Regions from separate parts of the Sus scrofa genome. Here region 2 is linked to region 1. The links are chromatin contacts, called in public HiChIP or PLAC-seq maps. All regions are on one chromosome and are shown on one strand. Each heading gives the region's core, a stretch centred on a gene start, on an enhancer-like site or on the middle of the called end of the contact. The rest is flanking DNA. Distances are from core to core; before and after follow the strand shown. Region 1 has its middle 640 kb from the start of QKI. Region 2 has its middle 380 kb from the start of QKI.

The links. HiChIP or PLAC-seq counts read pairs in DNA pulled down with a chosen protein or histone mark.
Region 2: a contact with region 1 is called in an H3K27ac HiChIP or PLAC-seq map of skeletal muscle. The contact joins two enhancer-like sites. A contact is called at or near these places in 5 of 47 Hi-C or Micro-C datasets (embryonic fibroblasts, fibroblasts, heart right ventricle and 1 more) and 1 of 2 datasets of contacts at active chromatin or transcription factors (skeletal muscle).

What each region holds. Positions count from the first base shown.
Region 1 is chr1:4,243,439-4,249,231 of Sscrofa11.1, reverse strand. No RefSeq gene overlaps it. Among named protein-coding and RNA genes, the nearest start is that of QKI, 640 kb to the left of the region's middle. Within about 2 kb of position 1,746, at least 38 of the 83 cell types and tissues checked have an H3K27ac peak or open chromatin away from gene starts, as enhancers often do. A contact at or near this core is called in skeletal muscle, where this site is marked.
Region 2 is chr1:4,495,349-4,501,348 of Sscrofa11.1, reverse strand. No RefSeq gene overlaps it. Among named protein-coding and RNA genes, the nearest start is that of QKI, 380 kb to the left of the region's middle. Within about 2 kb of position 3,383, at least 5 of the 83 cell types and tissues checked have an H3K27ac peak or open chromatin away from gene starts, as enhancers often do. A contact at or near this core is called in skeletal muscle, where this site is marked.

The DNA.
Region 1 (5,793 bases), core at 497-2,996:
AAAACCTACACGTCCCTGAGCTTTTGTTTTGGTGAGTTTATGCTTCAAAGTCAAACTAATTTAACTTTAGAAATACAGAAAAAGACACTGCTCTTTGCTGAGGCCTGACTCACCAAACACCAGTGTGTGGTGTATGTTTACAGCTGATGCAACTGTTGGAAATAAGAGGCTTTGGAGAATCAAATGCCTTCAGAGTAGAGTCATGGGATGTGCTTTATTTGTAGGTGGCTGGTTAAATTCTGACCGGAGTTATCTTGAGATGGCTCTTAAGTGGTCTGTGTGAGATGCGTTTCAGGCTGAAGCCAGTTCCTAGACACCCAGTTCCAACACCCGAGACTGTTGGCACTGGTGTTGGAAACTTTTGTGAGGAGACCAGTCCTCAGATAAATCCAAGGGCCCTAAAGATAAATCCAGGGAAGGGCCACAGGACAGTGGCCTCAGACATAAAATCAGGGAAACCGGCTATGAATTGCTTTTGGAAGCTCGCCCGTCTCCAGCATTTCATAAACATTAACAACATCGGCAAAGGAATCAGTTTTCAATAGAAACTTCGACAATGAATGCAGTGCTGTCTTGACATGACATTGAACCTTCATCCGTCGGAAAGCAGCCTCTTGGGCATCCACGTGGTGGGTTGTGAAGGTTCAGCTCAGGCGCCCGTCGGCTCTCCTGAGTTACCCGACCCAGGGCCAGTGAGGGCTGAGTCTTTTTCCTTCGCTGTCCTGACCTTCTCTTATTTGTCCCCCCCGCTTTATCTCTGAACACCGAGATGACATATTCCATGGCACACATTCACCGACTTGCATTTTTCGGGGGTTGATCGTAAGGAGAAGTCAGACTTGGAGGAAACGGTTATTAAATTTACCTGCGGGAGGGATGCCTCTTGTCTATTTGATATGAGGTGAATGGAGCTGTTCCCTAAGTGGACTCATGCTCGCCCCACCCTTCTTTAAAAGAAAGAAAGTCACGGGGAGGAGTGAGGAAATTTCCAGCAGCTTTTCACTTTTCCCAGCTCCCACCCGGACACTGGCATGAACTCAAGTGTATTTAAAATAAAGCTGGTTTGCGGAGAGGGCTGTTGGCTTCCAGAGTTGGGTGAGCAATCCCCAACAGATGACTGGGTCCTATGACCTAATAAAAGAAGTATCTCAAGGAAGACTTCAAAGTTGACCTCTTTCCCCACAAGAGACGAATCAAGATGAACTTGGCCTTTGTGCCCTCCCCTCTTCCCAGCTCCCGCGTCCTCTTCCATCCTGTCTTCCTGCAGGCTGCATGGGGACACTCTCTCTTCTGTTTCTCCTTTGGGGAAGTAGTGGTCATTGTGGTTGACACCAGACTCATGGATGGCTGGGGGTGGGTGCCCGATAATTGCAGCACTTCTTAGGCACTTTTGTCTCCCAAATATGGCACCGTGGCAGCTGAAATACCTTATGAAAATAGCATTAAAATGTGTAATGTACCATAAATAAACAGAGAGACAGCCAGGAAGCTGTGCTAATCACTGCTTTGATGTAGCATGAATTACTGTATTTTTAAGGGCCTCATGTTTCTGACTGCTTGTTTTGACTCAGCTGCCACTGCTCCAGAGAAGGCTTGGACCCAGTGTTCCACCTCTTCTCCCTCCGTGGTGACAGCTGTTGTCCTTTGACTCACAGGAAAATGATTTCCCCACCCTTCCCCTGCCTCGCGGCCCTTTCCTGGCAGGACTCCCTGTGAAGCTCCAACTCCCCTCCCCTTGTCGAGGCCGGCAGAGGGCGAGGACGGCCTCTGGGCAGGGCTCCAGGCTCTCCCAAGGCCCTGTGTCATCTGCCAGCCTGTCCAGCGCTCCACGGCAACATCCTATTTTTATCTTGGGCACCCTGGCGCTCTCCCAGTTGGTTGGGCACGTCGGGCAATGGAGGTCGGGCCGGACCTGTGTCACCAGCTGCCGTAGGGCGGAATCCCCTTGCTGAGTGGAGCTCCCAGGAGGAAAGCATCCTATGCTGCAATCTTGGGGATCCATCAGGACATTCCTGCTTTGCCTGCGGGGCATCCGCCACTTACTGGAGAGGCTGAATCCTGACTTGCTACCGAGAGTGGGAGTACTTAAGTTTGTAAGCCTTCAGTGCCTTTCCGGGTCTTAGGATTGATCATGTGGATGTCACAGGGCACAGGTAAAGGCCAGAGGCTGTCTCCACGTTGTAACTGCCCAGGTAACCCCTTTCAGACCGGACTTCTGGGCAGCCCTCCCGCTAGTTCCGTTAATGATCCGGGCTCAGTCCCCCCCAGCTCTGCTCCTGGGTCCGGGAGCGCCCTCTTGTGGTTGGAAGAGCTCTAAGCCGACTTTTTTTCTTTTCCTATTTTTTTCCTAACATTGACGTTTTCTCAAATTTTGTGTTTTCGTCTAACCCCTAGAGTGAAAAGTATTAGCCGTTAGTTTGAAGATGAGCATGGGAGAGGGAGAGAAGGTGGAAATGTTTTATCACCATCTTTATCATCCTTGTACCGAAGCCCCTATCAGTCCACGTTCACTCTCTCAAACCAGAACATTTGAAATATCTCTTTAATGGTCTTTTTGCCTTCGGGATTCTATCCTCTCATCCTTATTATTTTTTTCTTTTTATCTGTCTCAAAATTAAACGAAATGTTCTTTAAAGCTTTTTGCTTTGTTTCCTTGTTGCCTTCTGGAGACCGTTCCAAGGCTGACTCTTTTGTGAAGTTCCCATTCCTGCCTCTCTTAGGTGCCTTCTTACTCCGCTTTGCTAAACCCTTTGGTGTAAGGCCCTCCACACCACTCCCGCCAACGACCATGGAGGCCCTGAGTTTTCCCTCCTCTGTGCCTCCTGTTTGGCTTCCGTGGGCGGCATCAGGGTCCCCTCGCAGGTCCAGGTCGTCCTCTCCCCGCCCACCTCTGCCCATCTTCACCAGAAGCTCTTGCTGCCTCTGCCCTGGCAGGTGCTTCCTCTTCTCACATCCACTGCGCTTGCAGTTCATGCTAATCTGCGCCTTGTGTCTTTCTGCAAACAATGATCATCTCCCAAAGGTGATTACGATCTCGTGGGTAGAGACTGACTATGTACCTTCTTCTTTCTTGGTGGATGCATCGGCGACAAGGAGTGTCTCTGAACCAGTGAACCTCACACCAGCATGGCCCCAGTTTACTGAATCCTCATAATCAGCTTCCAAGGTCAGGGTTAGTGCAATTGTTCCTATCATAGCCCAGGAGCCAGGGAGGTGCAGAGAACTCATGACCTTTGACTTCGTCCCAGGTGAGGAGGGGGTGGGGCTGGGCTGTGATCCCAGACACAAGAGTTCATTGTCTAAGCACAACCAGTCAGTCCTGGCTTCTTGACAGAGACCCTCTGATGTAAGATCCGTCTTGATGGTCATTATGTGCAGACGTACAATAAAAGGCTAAAGTCTCTGTTTTCAAACATGAATATAGTGAAATTTTTGGAAAAGTAAATTTCATTACTGAATACTTTTTTTTGGCCACACCCATGGCATATGGAAGTTCCCAGGTGAGGGGTAGGATAGGAGCTGTAGCTGCTGGCCTATACCACAGCCACAGCAACACCAGATCCAAGCTGCGTCTGTAAGCTACTCCACAGCACACCACAATGCCGGGTCCTTAACCCACTGAGTGAGGCCAGAGATGGAACCTGCATCCTCATGGATACTCGTCGGGCATGTACCGCTGAACCACAGCGGGAACTCCAAATACTGCATATTCTTGAACATAGGAGAGGGTATATGGCAAATGCAAATGAAGACCTATTTCACTGATGTTCTCTTTCTGTAGAAAAGCGATAATTACAAAGCAGTTCAGACGCTGCAGCCTCCAAATAACAGAGAACTGGAACAAACCAGCTTAAGCGGGAAACTAGTCCTCTGCACTTGGCAGGTTTCAAGTTTGCTCAGTGTCTCCAACAGCAGGCAGCTCCTGGCCCTGCCTTTCCTCCACTGGCCTCTCTTCCACTGATGCTTTTACCCCTGGGCTGGTGGGGAGCTAGGATTTAATGGTTCTGAGGCCCGTTTTAGGGCAGACAGTGTGCAGAGGCGGAGAGTACCTTGCAGGAGCCCTTCTGAACATCTAGGAGGGACGTTCTCAGGAGGCCCGGTAGAACTTCCCTTTGTCCCAACATTCCACCTAGGAAGGCTGCCGCGGCCAGGCCAGCCTGGTCCAGGGCTGGAGCAGGGCTGAGGTCACTTCCTGGAGGCCCACAAAGGCAGGAGGAAGGACCCCTCTGGACACCACTGGGATTCCACGACGCCGGGAGCGGGGGTGGCTGGAAGCAGTGCTTGGATGAGACCCCTGGTGGGGCAGGCTAGCCCTCGGTGTTTACGTCTTATTCTGGATCTTCACCTGTGGTGAGGGGTTGACTCTCAGGGGTCATGCGCACAAGTCATTAGTCAGGATCGCACATCAGTGGGGAAATGAGTCTGAAGCCGTGGCACAAAGCCCAGCTAGCATTGACTTCTTTCCATGTTTTTCGGACTCCCGGCTGTATTTTTAGTGCTCTGCCTGAGTCATTAATTCACTCTGTGCTTACTGAGACTCAACCTCTGTCTGGCCCTGTGCCAGGGGCTGGAGGCACGGGACTGAGCCAGGCTGGCAAAGTTACTGCTCTGCTGGAGCTCACGTCTTGGAGAAGGGAAAGGTCAGTAAACAGATTAACAAAGGGATCACTTTGAATAATGGAAGTGCCAACAGAGAAAACTGAATGGGATGATGCAACCTGGAGCACAGGAGGAACTGGCAACAGAGTTTTCAGGACCTGCTGTCAAAAAAGAACAATGTAGGCCCTTGTTCAAAAGCTCTCATGGATTTCAAGACGGCCGCATCGAACCCTAAGCTGAGCACAGGCCCCTTCCGAGCCTGGGGCTCCCGTACCCGCGCTGGTCCCACACACAGGACGCTGGCCCTGGGCAGGGAACTGCTTTGGGTGGCGTAATCAGGGAAGGCTTCACTGAGGAGGTGACGTTTGGATTGGATTATGGTGAAAGCTGAGATAGAACATTCTGGCAATGGTCCTGATGGCATCAGCAGACTGGCATTTCAAAGAAGAAGAGGCAGGCAGGGGAAAGTTGTACAAAGTGAGGCCAAAGGGCAGGAGGAAGATGTAGGTCTAAAACCTACATTTATGTGACCCTGAATCTTGGAAGGTCATTAGTGGAGAGGTGGCCCCAACAGCTGGCTGTTGAATATTCTAAGATTCAAGGTCACATATGTGTGGATTTTAGTCTCTGTCCCAGGACTTCCAGAAAAGACATGTCCTGATCGCTTACTGGCTGTTTGACCATAATTTGCTCCAAAACGTTCCCTCTGTTTTTCGGGTCGGAAGAAAGACCAGTTAAGAAGTTATTTCAGTTACCCAGGACAAAGATGGTGCAGATGAAAACAAATACAGCCAGCAATCTTTGTACAGACTGCCAAATAAATTTATGTACGTGGGACCACAGTCATGGCGTTTCTTCAGGTATAGATTATATCTGAGGATGTGCCTGGACATTGCATCCTTGCTCTATTTATTACACTGAGATTGCATACTCACATGTATGGGAATTACACTGTGACACAGCCAAGTGTGTTAAAAATCTGAAAATACCCTAAAGTAGTTCTACATCAGGAGAGTTCAACTCCATGAAAGTGTCCCCCTTACCACCACCCTGATGTGATCCGTTGAGGACGTCGAAACAACTCCAGTTCCTGCCTCCCCCGTCTTCACGCACTGTGGTCCAAAGCAGAGAACAACTTGTGACCCTCTCACAGGTTCAGGACGTGCCTCACCCCTGCGAGGCTGCTCTGCCGCA
Region 2 (6,000 bases), core at 2,134-4,633, 250 kb before region 1:
CCTATGCGCTGCATCCCTGAAGAAAGGCAGGGAGATGCTCTTGGCTTTGACATGTAATGTTGAGCTGGTCTTCCCAGGGCATTTTTCCCCTTCTATCCAGTACATATGCACATACAAACATGCGTGCACACACACGTAGACTTTTTATTACTATTCTGCTGCCCTCTATTGTCATGGTTAACTGGGGTCTGGGATAACGTTCCAGAGGTGTACTAGTTCAAGCCCTGCCTGCCGCAGTGCTAGCTGGCCCACGGTAAAGACGGCAATAAATCCTATTAGTGGAGATTTCAAGGACTATAACTCCTCTTAGTGGCCTGTGCTAGCACTTAATCATTTAGACAAGAAGTTTTCCCTATAGCTGAACAAATTTCGTTTGCATTTGATGCAGATTTACATTATTTAGGGTCCTCAGAGATAATTAAAATAAACTTGATCTTGAGGGATAGGGCTTTTCAAATTCTTCTGTCTGTCTACAAATTAGCTGAATAGACTGCAGATGCCACACAGGCTCAGGCTGGCCATCCCAGCGCCCGACTTTACGACCTTCGCAAACCATCAATCTGCATGCTCTTGTTTCCTGGAAAAATAAGATCACATTATAAGCTTTATCGGTTTGGTCTTTCAATGTGTTTCTTTCTTGAATCTTCAGTTATCTACTCTTTTCTCTGTTTCTAATATTTGCTTAGTTCAGTGCTTGGCAAAAAAAAATGGCATTCGGTGACTATTTGTGGAATGGATTAATGAATATGTCTCAGCGTTTCACAACTGTTATTAATAGATGTTATGCAGAAACAGGGTGCCACTGTCAAATTAATTTAGGATGATTAAACAGAGTTGAATAGGTTCCTTTGCTATAGGACCTGTCAGAGTGGAAAATGTCAGGACAGGTTGTATTTGGATAAGAGGAGATGTAGTGTGCAAGGCTTCCCAAAGGTACTGGCTCTTAGAACAGTGCCTGCTATACAGTTGTGTGTATGTGTGTGCATGTGTGTGCGTGCATGTCAGTTGCTGTTACTAAGATTATTATCATTTATTATTATTATTGCATTTGTCTTTGGAGACTTTTTCATAGAATTTCTTCGGACTAGATTTCCACTAGAACACACTTTTAGGAAAGGCTGTTTGAACTAAGGAAACACATTGATTCATATTACAGTAGTTAGGAATTTGAAAGAATTCATTGGGGCTAGAGTGACATTTGTCTTTGCATTATTTATAACGATGTATTTTGTTATAGAAATCAACATGGCAAAAGAAACTTCAGAAAGAATGCTTAATTTTGAGCAAAGGAAGCCTTCAAAATACCTACCTTGGCATTTTGGAATCTTCCCTCCCTTTCCTTTGAAGTGTTGGTGGGCCAACGACCTAAGAAGATGACCTTGGAACTCTTCCTGGCAACATTTTATTATTTTAATTTACTTTACATACTTTAAAGTGGACAAGTTACATTTGTATATCTTCTTTTGATAGAACTGGTGATGTAACATGCTAAAGCCTTTCTTTTTACACAGAATTGTGTTAGTATTAAGTTTCATCATGGTATTGGCTGATATACCAAGGTCACTTTGAAATCTTTCTTGTGTTCTAGAAAGCTCATCCTCTTTTAGAAACACACCCTCAATTCCTCATCCTGAGCATACATTTGACCAGGAAATCCTGGTGAGAACCGTGGAAGGGCCTCCTCCCTTCATTCCATCAGACACAGTAACTTGGCAGCATCCCCAAGGGCTCATGAGGGCCTTTCAGAATCTCCTAGAGGATTTCCCTTCTCTGTTTCCAAAATTAACCTTCTTACTGAGCCCTGACAGATTGTGTCCATTGCTCAACCCGTATCTTTGGGGCCCATTACTGTCAGAGACGGCTCATGGGTCAGATAGGATTTTCTCCTACTTCTGGGGCCCATTACTGTCAGAGAAGGCTCATGGGTCAGATAGGATTTTCTCCTACTTTTATAATCATGATTCTTAGTATGCATTTGCAAAAGAATCCTTATGTGGAATAAATTCTAATACTTTTTTTCACTTTTTGTTTTATTAAGGTACAAGGATGTGATATTTTCTGCTGCATGACAAAGTGATTCAGTTATACATATACACACATCCATTCTTTTTCAGATTCTTTTCCCACATAGATGATCACAGAATATTGGGTAGAGTTCCCTGGGCTAGACAATAATTCCCCATTGGCCAATCATTCCATAGACCACAATGTGCATGTGCCAATCCCAACCCCCCAATCCATCCCTCCCCTGACCTGTCTCCTTTGGTAACCATAAGTTTTGTTGGTTTGTTTTTTGTCTTTTAGGGCCACACCCACAGCATATGGAGGTTCCCAGGTTAGGGGTCCAATCAGAAATACAGCTGCTGGCCTACACCAGAGCCACAGCAATGCCAGATCCTAGCTGCATCTGCGACCTACACCATAGCTCACGGCAATGCCAGATCCTTAACCCACTGAGTGAGGCCAGGGGTTGAATCTGCATCCTCATGGATACTAGTCAGATTCGTTTCTGCTGAGCCATGACGGGAAGTTCCTGGTAACCATAAGTTTCTTTTCAAAGTCTGTGAGTCTGTTTATCTTCTGCAGATAAGTTTATTTATATCATTCTTTAAAATTCCACGTATGTGCTATCATGTGATATTTGTCTTTCTCTGACTGACTGACTTCACTCAACATCATAATCTCTAAGTTCATCTATGTTGCTGCAAATGGCATCATTTCCACCTTTTTAATGGCCGGGTAGTATTCCATTGTATATAGGTACCTTCTTTATCTATTCCTCTCTTGATGAACATTTAGGTTGCTTCTCTGTCTTGGCTGTTGTAAAAAAGGGCTGCAGTGAACTTGGGGTGCATGTATTGTGCATGTATCTTTTTGAATTAGTTTTCTCTAAATTCTAATACTTATTGGCACATCAAACTTTGACGGGTCTGTAATGACTACTGGGGTGGGCCTTCATCCGCTCCCCCTTCCTCCTTCATTTCCAGGCCTTTGAAAGTTTTCCCTTCTTCTGTGTCAAATATAACAGCTGATGGCTCTTCAGTAGAGTTTGCCTCTGCCAACGTAATGCACAACTTTCCAGACTTCCTTTAGTGTTCTCATAAATTGGGCCAGAAAGAAAGGCCTTTAGTATCTGGATTTATGACTCTCAGCCCCAAAGAAAGTTACAAAGTCATAAACACACATTTTAAGTAGGATTTTAACACTGATTTTTGGTTGTCAAATTGAAGGGAAAAAAAGATTTCAACTTGAGTTTATTACAGTTTGAAATTTGGAAAAGGATTCAAGACAAATATTTTTGGGCTGAGAACACGTGTGAGGTCACTGTGCCCTCACAGAAGCTTCTAGTGGTGATGCTGAGCGGTAACAGGAGATGGAAAGCTGCAGGCTATTCCTGGAGCCTCCTGACTCATCCTGTATTCCGGGGACGATTCTTATTATTTCTGCATTACTCCCCCATCTGGGAAATGTGGATGCGTGTTAATGCTCTAACCTTCAGGCGTCCTTGAATCTCGGGTTGTCTGCTGGCAACTTCCTGGAAGCTTCTGGTGGAGGAGTGTGCTGGCCAGCTCAGGAGGGAGCGGACGTGGCAGCAGAGCCTGGGGTAATCCCAGAGGGGAGGGATGCTCCTAAGGGGACCCACTAAAGGTTTTCATCAAGACCGGAAGGCCTCCAAGTTTAGGGTCTAGGGCAAATGCCAAGCGATTGGTTGTATGATTTTTGTAATGGCTCAGAGATGAGGAAGACATATACTTTTCAAAACCTTTATAAGGTGATAGTTATAGTTTCCATGACTTATAGTTTAATCATGGTGATAGTTTCCATGATTTAAAAGAAACTTGGGCCGGGTGGGGGAGGGTGCCTGGGTGGGAGTCACCCAGGTCTTCTCTAGATCAGTTGTCATAAAAACCAGGTAGATGTACTCAGGTGTTTGAGATCAGCCAAAGGGAACACAGTCGGATTTTTTTTGGAAAAGAATGAGTTCTTTGCTAGGGCTTTCTTTCTTTTTTTTTTGCCTTTTTGCCATTTCTTGGGCGGCTCCTGTGGCACATGGAAGTTCCCAGGCTAGGGGTCGAATTGGAGCTGCAGCCACTGGCCTGCGCCAGAGCCACAGCAATGCAGGATCTGAGCCGCATCTGTAATCCACACCACAGCTCATGGCAACGCTGGACCCTCAACCCACTGAGCAAGGGCAGGGATTGAACCCGCAACCTCATGGTTCCTAATTGGATTCGTTAACCACTGAGTCACGACGGGAACTCCGGGGTTTCGTTTTTGAAGCCATTAGAACCATAGTCTGTTCATTGCTGAGAATGAGATGCTGGGAGTCAGGCTGAAGAGGCAGCAATGAGAGGGAACATCTGAGGTTTCAGGGACATCACGTGTTGCTGGAGGGGTGGGAAATGTGCAAATGGGTGTTTGTCCTGGAGCGCATGATTGAAGATGGTTTGGCAGCAGGTGGCTTCTGTGATGTGTAGCAAGTCCACAACCAAACCATCATATGACCCTGATGGAAGAGACTGGAATGTCCTGGAATGCCGTGGTGCGTGATGGGACTGCACAGCAGTATCTGCCCCATGAGATGAGGCATCTTATAGTGCTTGCAAAGGAAGAAAAAAATCCGCACTTTAAAAATGGCTCTTTTAGACACATGCACCCGCATGTTCATTGCAGCACTATTCACAATAGCCAGGACATGGAAACAATCCAAATGTCCATCGACAGAGGATTGGATTCGGAAGATGTGGTATATATACACAATGGAATACTACTCAGCCATAAAAAAGATGACATCATGCCATTTGCAGCAACATGGATGGAACTAGAGAATCTCATCCTGAGTGAAATGAGCCAGAAAGACAAAGACAAATACCATATGATATCACTTATAACTGGAATCTAATATCCAGCACAAATGAACATCTCCTCAGAAGAGAAAATCATGGACTTGGAGAAGAGACTTGTGGTTGCCTGATGGGAGGGGGAGGGAGTGGGAGGGGTCGGGAGCTTGGGCTTATCAGACACAACCTAGAATAGATTTACAAGGAGATCCCGCTGAATAGCATTGAGAACTATGTCTAGATACTCATGTTGCAACAGAAGAAATGGTGGGGGAAAAACTGTAATTGTAATGTATACATGTAAGGATAACCTGACCCCCTTGCTGTACAGTGGGAAAATAAAATAAAAATAAAAATAAAAAAATTTAAAAAAAAAATAAAAATGGCTCTTTTAGGTGTTCCCTTCGTGGCTCAGCCGTTAACAAATCCGACTAGGTAACCATGAGGTTGTGGGTTCAATCCCTGGCCTCTCTCAGTAGGTTAAGGATCTGGTGTCGCTGTGAGCTGTGGTCTAGGTTGTAGAGGAGGCTTGGATCCTGTGTTGCTGTGGATGTGGTGCAGGCTGGCAGCTGTCGCTCTGATTCGACCCCTAGCCTGGGAACCTCCATGTGCCGTGGGTGCGGCCCTAAAAAGCAAAAATACATAAATAAAAATAAAAATGGCTCTTTTATCCTTCTATTCAATCCATTTGTTTGAGAAACAAGGGAGAAAAAGAGAGGTTATTTTCCTTAAATTTCAAGGAGCTGTGATTGAGCTCAAGTCCAGGATGGAATCCTCATTAAAGGGATAAAGGGAGAGGATTCATCTCCAGGGTCCAAGTACTTGTTTCGAGCAAATGATGTATTGTAATTAAGCACTAATATGTAGAGGACCTCGAGTTTAAAATGGTTTTCACCAATTAATTCTGATTAGTGTGTGAAGACAGTAAGGGCAGGAATCATTATCGCGCTCGGCCAGCCTGTAGCATCTGCCCAAGGCACTGCTCTCAAGGTCACCTTGAGCACCCACCCAGACTCTCTCTGGATTCTCCCTTCTCTGGGCCATCAAAGCTTGAAGGACCACGAAGACGGCGGCTCCCGCTTTGGCAAACTGGTTCAGACGTCACCTTCCATTGAGAGGGAGGTGACGGTAGCACAGAGGAATAACTGGTTAGTCACAG